Regions from separate parts of the Sus scrofa genome. Here region 2 is linked to region 1. The links are chromatin contacts, called in public HiChIP or PLAC-seq maps. All regions are on one chromosome and are shown on one strand. Each heading gives the region's core, a stretch centred on a gene start, on an enhancer-like site or on the middle of the called end of the contact. The rest is flanking DNA. Distances are from core to core; before and after follow the strand shown.

Evidence for each region. HiChIP or PLAC-seq counts read pairs in DNA pulled down with a chosen protein or histone mark.
Region 2: a contact with region 1 is called in an H3K27ac HiChIP or PLAC-seq map of skeletal muscle. The contact joins two enhancer-like sites. A contact is called at or near these places in 3 of 47 Hi-C or Micro-C datasets (liver and skeletal muscle) and 1 of 2 datasets of contacts at active chromatin or transcription factors (skeletal muscle).

Annotation. Positions count from the first base shown.
Region 1 is chr14:41,221,377-41,225,671 of Sscrofa11.1, reverse strand. The region is part of intron 2 of FAM222A (protein FAM222A); the gene reads left to right. Among named protein-coding and RNA genes, the nearest start is that of FAM222A, 10 kb to the left of the region's middle. Within about 2 kb of position 1,546, at least 6 of the 83 cell types and tissues checked have an H3K27ac peak or open chromatin away from gene starts, as enhancers often do. A contact at or near this core is called in skeletal muscle, where this site is marked.
Region 2 is chr14:41,400,643-41,404,579 of Sscrofa11.1, reverse strand. UBE3B (ubiquitin-protein ligase E3B) reads left to right here. Exons shown (of 28, transcript XM_005670735.3): 19 at 2,157-2,276. Among named protein-coding and RNA genes, the nearest start is that of KCTD10, 40 kb to the left of the region's middle. Within about 2 kb of position 2,524, at least 8 of the 83 cell types and tissues checked have an H3K27ac peak or open chromatin away from gene starts, as enhancers often do. A contact at or near this core is called in skeletal muscle, where this site is marked.

The DNA.
Region 1 (4,295 bases), core at 297-2,796:
TCCAAAACCAGGTCTTGAAGTCCACAGCCTGGGAACAGTCCAGGCAGTCTTCTTGGAGGAGGTGTCCTTAAAAGCCAAAGCCTTGAAGACTGGTGGACTTCTGACAGGCAGAGCTGGGCCTTCTGGGAAAGGGAAGGGGGGCCCTTTTAGGTGGAGGGAACAGTATGAGAAGCAGCTTAGAGACCACAGGCAAGAGTTTTGAGGTTAAGGGACTAGTGTATGGCTGGGTGTGGCTGGAATGTGGCAGGGTGAGGGGACCAAGGAGGGAGCCAGGGGTGGTTTGCATTTAGACTCTGCCCTCCCTTAGTCAGGAACTAGTTGGCAGCTCTTGGAGCAGAGGAATGATCCATCCTGTCTAAGTGTATTTATTCACCACCTCCACAAACCTAGGGTGATGTCAGCAGGTGCTTGGGCTACCCCTGGTCTACTGGAAGCTTTAGCCTAGACCCTTGCCAGGCATATAGTAGGTTGGCATCCAAGAAATGTTCGTTGAATGCATAAACAAATGAAAATGCCCATCAGACTGAAATGTCTCTGACATCCCCGTGGGCCCAGCTGTAAGGAGAGAGGCCAGGGTCCCTCTCTCCAGGAAAAGTTGCACACCAGGCCTAGGGGTGGGGGCCAGGGGAGGGAGGCATGCAGGTAGCTGGAGCAGGGCCTTCCCTCCTGGCCCCTCTGACCCTGCTACCTGTCCCCAAAGCCCTCCTAGACCTTCCCTCAGGGCTGTCCCCTCTCCTCGCCACCAGGCGTGGCAGGCAGCCTGGACCCAGTGCTTGGGGGGATAAAAGATGAAGGTTCGTGACCATTTTTTAACTCAATAAAGGGAGAGACAAGCTGCAGGCTGCAGGCCGGAGATATAATTAGTTCGCAGCAGTGGCGCTTTCTTGATTTAGCTTCTAAGAGAACAAGACAAGGATGTTATACCCAATTAGCAGTAACATCCAGTCGGAGCCTCAATAGGTGAGATAACAAGCTATTTTTATGACTTTTCTTTCCCAGCTTGGAGGGGGTTGGGGGGGAAGGGGGTATCGGGGCCTTATTTCTTTTCATCAGGGAACAATTATTAGTGAACTCAGGATTTCCCAAAGCCAAATGATGCATTTGTTAACCCAAATAAGCAGGCGTGCTGGGGTGGCAGCTGGGGTGGCAGGCTGGTGTTTTGAGGCCAGGAGCGGTGGAAGGGATGCAGGCCCTTCACCCCTATTTTGGAAGCCTTTGGCAATGCAGAAAGCCCCTTAGGTGGGCAAACGGAAGCCCAGGCCCTTGAACTATTCTTAGTGACCACCTTGACTTCCCTGCCTGCTTCAAAGAGGCACAAGGAGGCTGGGCCAGTTCCCCTGGGGATGAGGAAGGAGCCAGTTCTGTCAACTCTTCCTGGCACCACCCAAGATCCTTTGTGCCAACTGGGCCAGAGGTTCTGGCTCCTCAGCCTTGAACCTGATGTCGTGCTTTGCCTGCTGTACCCCCATTATGGCTCACTCTGGCCGACCACCTTCCCGCCTGTGATGGGTCCCAGCCCCAGTCTCTGGCAGGGGCTGAGGGGTGATTGCCTCCATTCTTCACACCCTCATTACCCCTGCCGCCGGGGCACCCAGTACTGGCCAAGTCTCTGCTGGGCAGGGAAACCCCGCCAAGCTCCACCCCAGATGCCTGGCCACACTCCGACTCCTGGCGAGGGCTGGGAGATGCCCGGAGAGGAAGCTGGCATGGCTGCCTCAGCACCCTATCCACTTGGGCCACAAGCCCGGAGCAGGTTCCTGGGCCTCCAACCCATCTTGCAGAATGTGGCCCCACTCTGCCCCACGTCCCATCTCCTCATCAGTGTGGAGCCCTGCGCTTGTGGTTCAGACAACTGACAAATCCAGCCATGCAAAGTGGGAGTTTAATTGCAAACAGTTTTTATGGATCATGGGCCCATCTGTGCCACCATATGCAAAATGAAAAAAAAAAAAAAAAATCCCCCTTAAAAAAAGTGCTTCTCGCCACCCCATCCCCCAAACTGACTCCAAAAGAAACAAGTTGCCAGGGTTTTTCTGGCTAGAGAGCCATGCAGGGAGCTGGGACCCATCCTGGGGGCTTCCTTCAGGGAGGGCCAGGCAAAGTCAGGGGGCTGGGTGGGGTGGGATGAGTGGGCCCCAGGGGCCTGACTGCTGAGAGGAGGCTTTTTTTGGCCTCAGCAAACTGCCAGAGGTTCCTAGACCCACTGGGTGTTCTCTGGGCTCCAGGCCTTTGCCTGTGCTGTAGAGCTGTCTGCATACCCGAGGTTCTTTCTGGGCCACCTTGCCAGTGCTGTTGCCTAGAGCGGGACATGCCCAGGAGTGGGGACTGCCCAGTGTCCATGGAAACGTGGGCCTGAGCAGTGCTGTGGGGTTCACGGATGAGACACCTCAACTTCCATTGCTAGCCCAGGAAACAACTGCAGGAATTCATTCCCCCAGGCTGCCCAAGCTTCATAGACTCCCCTCCTCCCAGTGGTCCCAGCCTCTGCTGTGGTCCCCATCCCAGCTCAGAAGATGAGCCCCACCCGAGGGGCCAGCCCTTCTTGGGACCTCAGAGGGGTCTTCCATCTGGGGCCTGCATGGCCTGGGCATGGGGTTTCTGAGAGCACTCCCCTCTGGGGCAGCCTGCCGGGGTTCCATTGCTGTACCACCTCATCCCAACTTGGGGATGTCACCCTGTTGTTTCTCCCTTTTCTGTGCCTCAGTTTTTTCCTCTGTAAAATGGAGATAAGAAGTGGAAGCAAGAGAGTTCCCACTGTGGCTCAGTGGGTTAAGAATCTGACTAGTATCCATGAGGATGCAGGTTCGATCCCTGGCCTCACGTAGTGGGTTAAGGATCTGGCTTTGCCATGAGCTGTAGTGTAGGTTGCAGACGTGGCTCGGATCTGAAGTTGCTGTGGCTGTGGTGTAGGCCAGCGGCTGTAGCTCCAATTCAACCCCTAGCCTGGGATGATGCAGCCATAAAAAGAAAAAAAAAAAAAAAGAAGTGGAAGCTACAATGTAGTTAAGAGCCTCTATATCTGTCATATCTCTTCCTCAAGGCAGGGTCTTTGTTCACTGATGTCTTCCCAAGTGCCTTATCAAGACATTTGATGTTGAATGAATGAGTGAGTGAGTGAATGAATGCATGAGCATGAGTGAGGTATTTGGAGGGCTCTCTGGGGAGGGCATGAGGCACAGGCTCCTGGCCCACCAGAAACTCAGGGTTTGTTAAAAACCCTTTCTTTCTTTCTTTTTTTTTTTCTTTTTAGGGCTGCACCTGCGGCATATGGAGGTTCCCAGGCTAGGGATCTAATCGGAGCTGCAGCCGCCCACTTAGGCCACAGCCACAGCAACGCCAGATCCCAGCCACGTCTGCAACCTACACCACAGCTCACAGCAATGCCGGATCCTTAACTCACTGAGCGAGGCCAGGGAACAAACCCACATCCTCACGGATACTAGTCAGACTCATTTCTGCTGCCCCACAAAGGGAACTCCTAAAAACCCTTTCTGTTAGAGTCTAGAAACTGCTCTGCAAACTGTGGGGATTATGAACTCCATTCTACTGATGGGGAAAACGGAGGCTCAGAGAGAGGGAGGGACTCTCCTAAGGTCATGCAGCTGGAAAAAGGCCAGAGCTGGGACTGGAACTCTGGTCTGACCATGTCCCTGGCCCTCATATGGTAGATGAGTAAGGTTAGGCCCAGAGGCAGGGAAGGGATTCAGCCAAGGTCACAGGGCAAGGAAACAGCAGGCAGTGTTTGTGGGGTCCTTCCTAGTCCCCTGTAAGCTGGGGAAAGTCAGCCCCTCCAGCCTCAGAGCCAGGCCGGCAAGCCCTGCCCTCGTCCGGCCCTCCCCCAGGATTCCTGTGCCTGTGGGTTTCCCCATCAACTTCGTAAACTGGCAGCTTGGCAGCGTGTGCCAGCTGCCAGGCCCCATGCTGGGGTCCTGATGACCGAGGCCCTGAGGCCAGGTACTCAGTGTGGCCCTCTTGCAACAGGTGGGGGGTGGGGGGAGTGGGGCCCCCTGGGACCCCGGCAAGCACAGGCCAGCCAGGCCCCTGGCAGGAACCCAGGCCAGGCACCAGGCAGCCCATTCCCCGCCCAGCAGTGATCACCAGCTCCGTCGTAATCATTAAAACTATTAGAAGGAAACGTTCGCTTGAAGCAAATGTCAGGCGCCGAGTTGTGCTTTGTAAACGCTCACAATTAATGCCAATCAGGCCCGGAAAAAAGCCGGCCCGGAATCCTGTCTGTTTCGTCTCATTTGTCAGCTGGTGCCGCTCCATGTTGCACATTTTCATACAATTGCTAT
Region 2 (3,937 bases), core at 1,275-3,774, 180 kb before region 1:
TATGGGAACCTCTGAGGTTTGTTGGCCTGACTTAAAAGTCCAGGCTATGTTCTAATCCTCACCATTTGGTGGTGCTTAAAATTGACATCAAAGCCATTTGTCCTTGGCTCATAAAATCTCTCTTTTCCCTTCCTTGGGAAAATAGGGCCCTTCCTCATCTCCTGCTCCCTTTGATGGCACAGACAGGTGTGGGAAAGTGTCTGAGGCTTGGCATGTTAGAGTGGCTGGGATGCCCCTGTCTTCTCCATCTTGGGCTTTCCTCCCTTCGTCACAGTCGTAGCTGGCCTCTCCTATGTTTTTGCCAGGGTGCACAGGGGTGGGCTGGGGTGGGTGGTGATAGCCTCTCTCCAGGCCTGCGTTCTCTCTCTCGTCTGCCACCATTATGCCATCTGCCCTAAATGCTGAACCATTATGCCAGCTCCCTAGCATAGAAGGGAGGGGCGAGAGCACCTTTCATCCACGTCTCCAGTCTCCCTCATGTCCTCAGCCCATGCTGTCCTCCTGAACCATCTGGAACCCCTAGAGCTTTTGCGGTACTCAGCACTTCAGTCCTTGCTTCTAGACTTGTAAACCAGCCACGTGGCACTTCTTCACTGAGCAGTCCCTCTACTGAGTACATCCCCCTTCTTAGGAGGCCTTTGGTGGCTTTTCCTGTTACAACCATATTTACTTCGGAGAGCTTACAGAATGGTCAAGTGAAAATGCACAAGCCTCCCCTCATACAATTTTAGCACTTATCACTACTGTTGTTATTATCACTGTTCTTACTGTTCACCTGTGTGGGTGTGGGTGTATATATATATGTGTGTGTGTGTGTGTGTGTGTGTGTTTTAATATTTATTATATAGTATATGTATTTTATATATTTTATGTATATCTAAAATTTTATATGTTTATATATAGTTTATATAAATATATACTTTTTTTTTTTTTTTTTTGTCTTTTTGCCATTTCTAGGGCCACTTCTGCAGCATATGGAGGTTCCCAGACTAAGGATCTAATCGGAGCTATAGCCGCCGGCCTACACCACAGCCACAGCAACGTGGGATCCGAGCTGCATCTGCGACCTACGCCAACAGCTCACGGCAACACTGGATCCTCAACCCACTGAGCAAGACCAGGGATCAAACCCGCAACCTCATGGTTCCTAGTCGGATTCGTTAACCACTGAGCCATGATGGAAACTCCCAAATATATACTAATACATATTTATATATATATATGTAATTTTTTTTTCTTTCTTTTGCTGCACCTGTCGCATGCAGAAATTGCTGGACCAGGGATCAAACCTGCACCATAGCAGTGACCCGGGCCATAGCATTGGCAACATTAGATCCTTAACCCACTGAGCCACCAGGGAATTTTTTTTTTTTTAATTTTTTATTATGATCAGCTGACAATGTTCTGGGAATTCCTTTTCTTATTTATATTTAACAAATCTCTTGACTTTGGGCAGATTTCCATTTTTCAAAAAAAAAAAAAAAAAACAGCTGTGGTTGGCGTTATTTATTCATTCCACTGATATCATGTTACGGCTATTGCAGGATGGGATCAAAGGTCATGCTCTCCTAAAGGGGCTTATCAGAATCTTGAGAATGGGAGATCCTTTCTAAATGATACTTGAGAAATACTACTGGTAGACCTGTGGTGTGCTTGAGGACACAGGGGAGGCCCATTAAACGGTCTGGGACCTTTATACTGTAGGATCATTTAAAATTTTTCTAACAGTGAAAAATGTCATCTTTGGATTGTTTCTGTTTTTTAAATTCATGCTATTGATTTCCCCTAAAGCAGACATGACTATATAAAGCAGCCTCTGTAACTCATGCTGCCTCCAGGTTTTTATGGTGGATTATTGACTGAACAAGGAGAATAATTTTCTCCCAGACTATTCTTAGCTGGGCTCTGGCTGCAACCAGACCACTCTTTCTGGAACCTTTCTCCCTTGGCATGTGTTCAGCTGTATTTCCAATTCCCAGGAGTATTTGGGGAAATGTGTACTGCTCTCCCAAGACACTTTTAACCCTGTAGCACACATGGAAGTATCTGATTCTTGGGGGCTCTCACGTGCTTCAGTTTCATTAATTTTGTCTAGTCTGTTTTCGGGGATCCTTGGTTTTTGACCCCATTTCCCGTCTCACCTTTGTTCATTTCAGAGAGTTCTCCTGTTCCGAAACATGGTGACCAAGGAGAAGGAGAAACTGGGGCTTGTGGAAACCAGCTCCGCCTCGCCTCATGTCACACACATTACCATCCGCCGGTCCCGGATGTTGGAGGTGAGAAGCCTGTTGCAAAGTGTGCTCTGGAAAACGTAGGATGTCTAGTGGCTGACCTGTTGCCTCTGAACTCTTCTTCCCACTCCTTGATCTGATGACACTGAAGCCAGGGCTCCAGGGGCAGGAAAGGGCCTGTTTGTCCTGTCATCTGTTTGGAGAGCTGCCTGATTAAACATGCCCTCAGTGCTGACACCGCAGCACAGCAGTGCCCTCCCTTCACCCCACGAGGTTAGAGCATCAGTCACTCTGTGCCTCTGAAATGAGGACAGACACAGTCATGTCTGTGCAGACACCATCTGCCCCAGCAGGCACTGTCCCCAGACACCCAGCTGTGAAAGTGGAGGCTGGAACGTGGGTGTTAAGTTACTGAGCCTACTGGGAAGTACATGGGTCACAGAGCTGCAAGTTCTTTGTGGACATAAGGGGATGCACGTGAAGGTTCCACCTTCACCAGACCCAGCGTCCAGGGTCCCGCTAGGCAGTGAGGTGTGAATTAGAAATAAGCGCCTGTCCTCAGAACACTATCCTCCATGTGACAGAAAGTCATACTGATTTTGTTCGAACAAGACCCTGGAACATTGTCATAATGTGCACTCCTGCGACATCTGCATCGTGCCCACCTCACTCCCCCAAGCCGGTGCACAGTGCACAGTCTGCCTGTGTGTGCTGCTCCTGCACCTATGGTCACTGGGCTCCAAGTCCCCGTTCCTTGAATGGCTTGGCTTGATGTTTTTGCCCATCCTTGCTCTTTAGACCTTTTATTACACTCCAGCCTGTCACACTTCTTCGTCAGCGTGTTCTGTGGTGTAGGACAGTCACAGGATCCCAGGACAGCACAAGGCCACATGCCGGCCATCAGTAAGTGGCGATGGCAACAGCCCTTCCTCCCCACACGTTTTCATTTCTCCCTCGGGGCATTTGCACTGTGTTTGCTGCTCCTTCCTGGAGGACTTGTTTCAGTTCTCTGACCACTGGTGATTGACACCGTCGTCTGCCAGGGAAGGCAGCATGTGGTAAGCAGTGTGACATTCTTAAGAGTAGGGATGAGAAATGTCAGCACCCCCAGGGGCCCTGCCAGTCATGGGAATGAGTAATGCTGGCCGAGTGTCTCAGCACAGGGGCCTTGTGTGTGCATGCTAAACAAATAGGAACGTTCTCTGCTTCCATGGCTCCCTCCCATTTTTCTTGAAATACAGGCCTTGGACCAACCCCATATGTGAGCTGATAAATGACATCTGACAGCCAGCCCAGGCATTGGGGCACAGGAGAGGGTAGGCAGGTGGAGAGCACGCACCTGTCAGGCCACGAGAGTATGGCCTTATGGGTTTTGTATGAAATCCACAGATCCATTATGTTGTGAACAAATCAATTTCTGTAGAGAAGCTGGAAAGTCACATAACACCTGTCTGCCCATCAAATTCAGCCTGTGGCCACCAGCTTACAACCTCTGCTTTGACTCAAAGAAAAAGTCTAATTGTGTTGTAGGAACTCACTTCTCCAGCTCTTTCTTCATGAGACCCAGGTGCACCTCTCCTGTCTCTTAAACTCCTCCATCCCCACCCCCGCCTATCTCGCCCACTCCCATGTGGCCAGTGTAACTGAGAGTCTGGGGTGGTGGAAACTGGTGTCTCCTGAGCGCAACAATCCCCAACTCCCTGCTG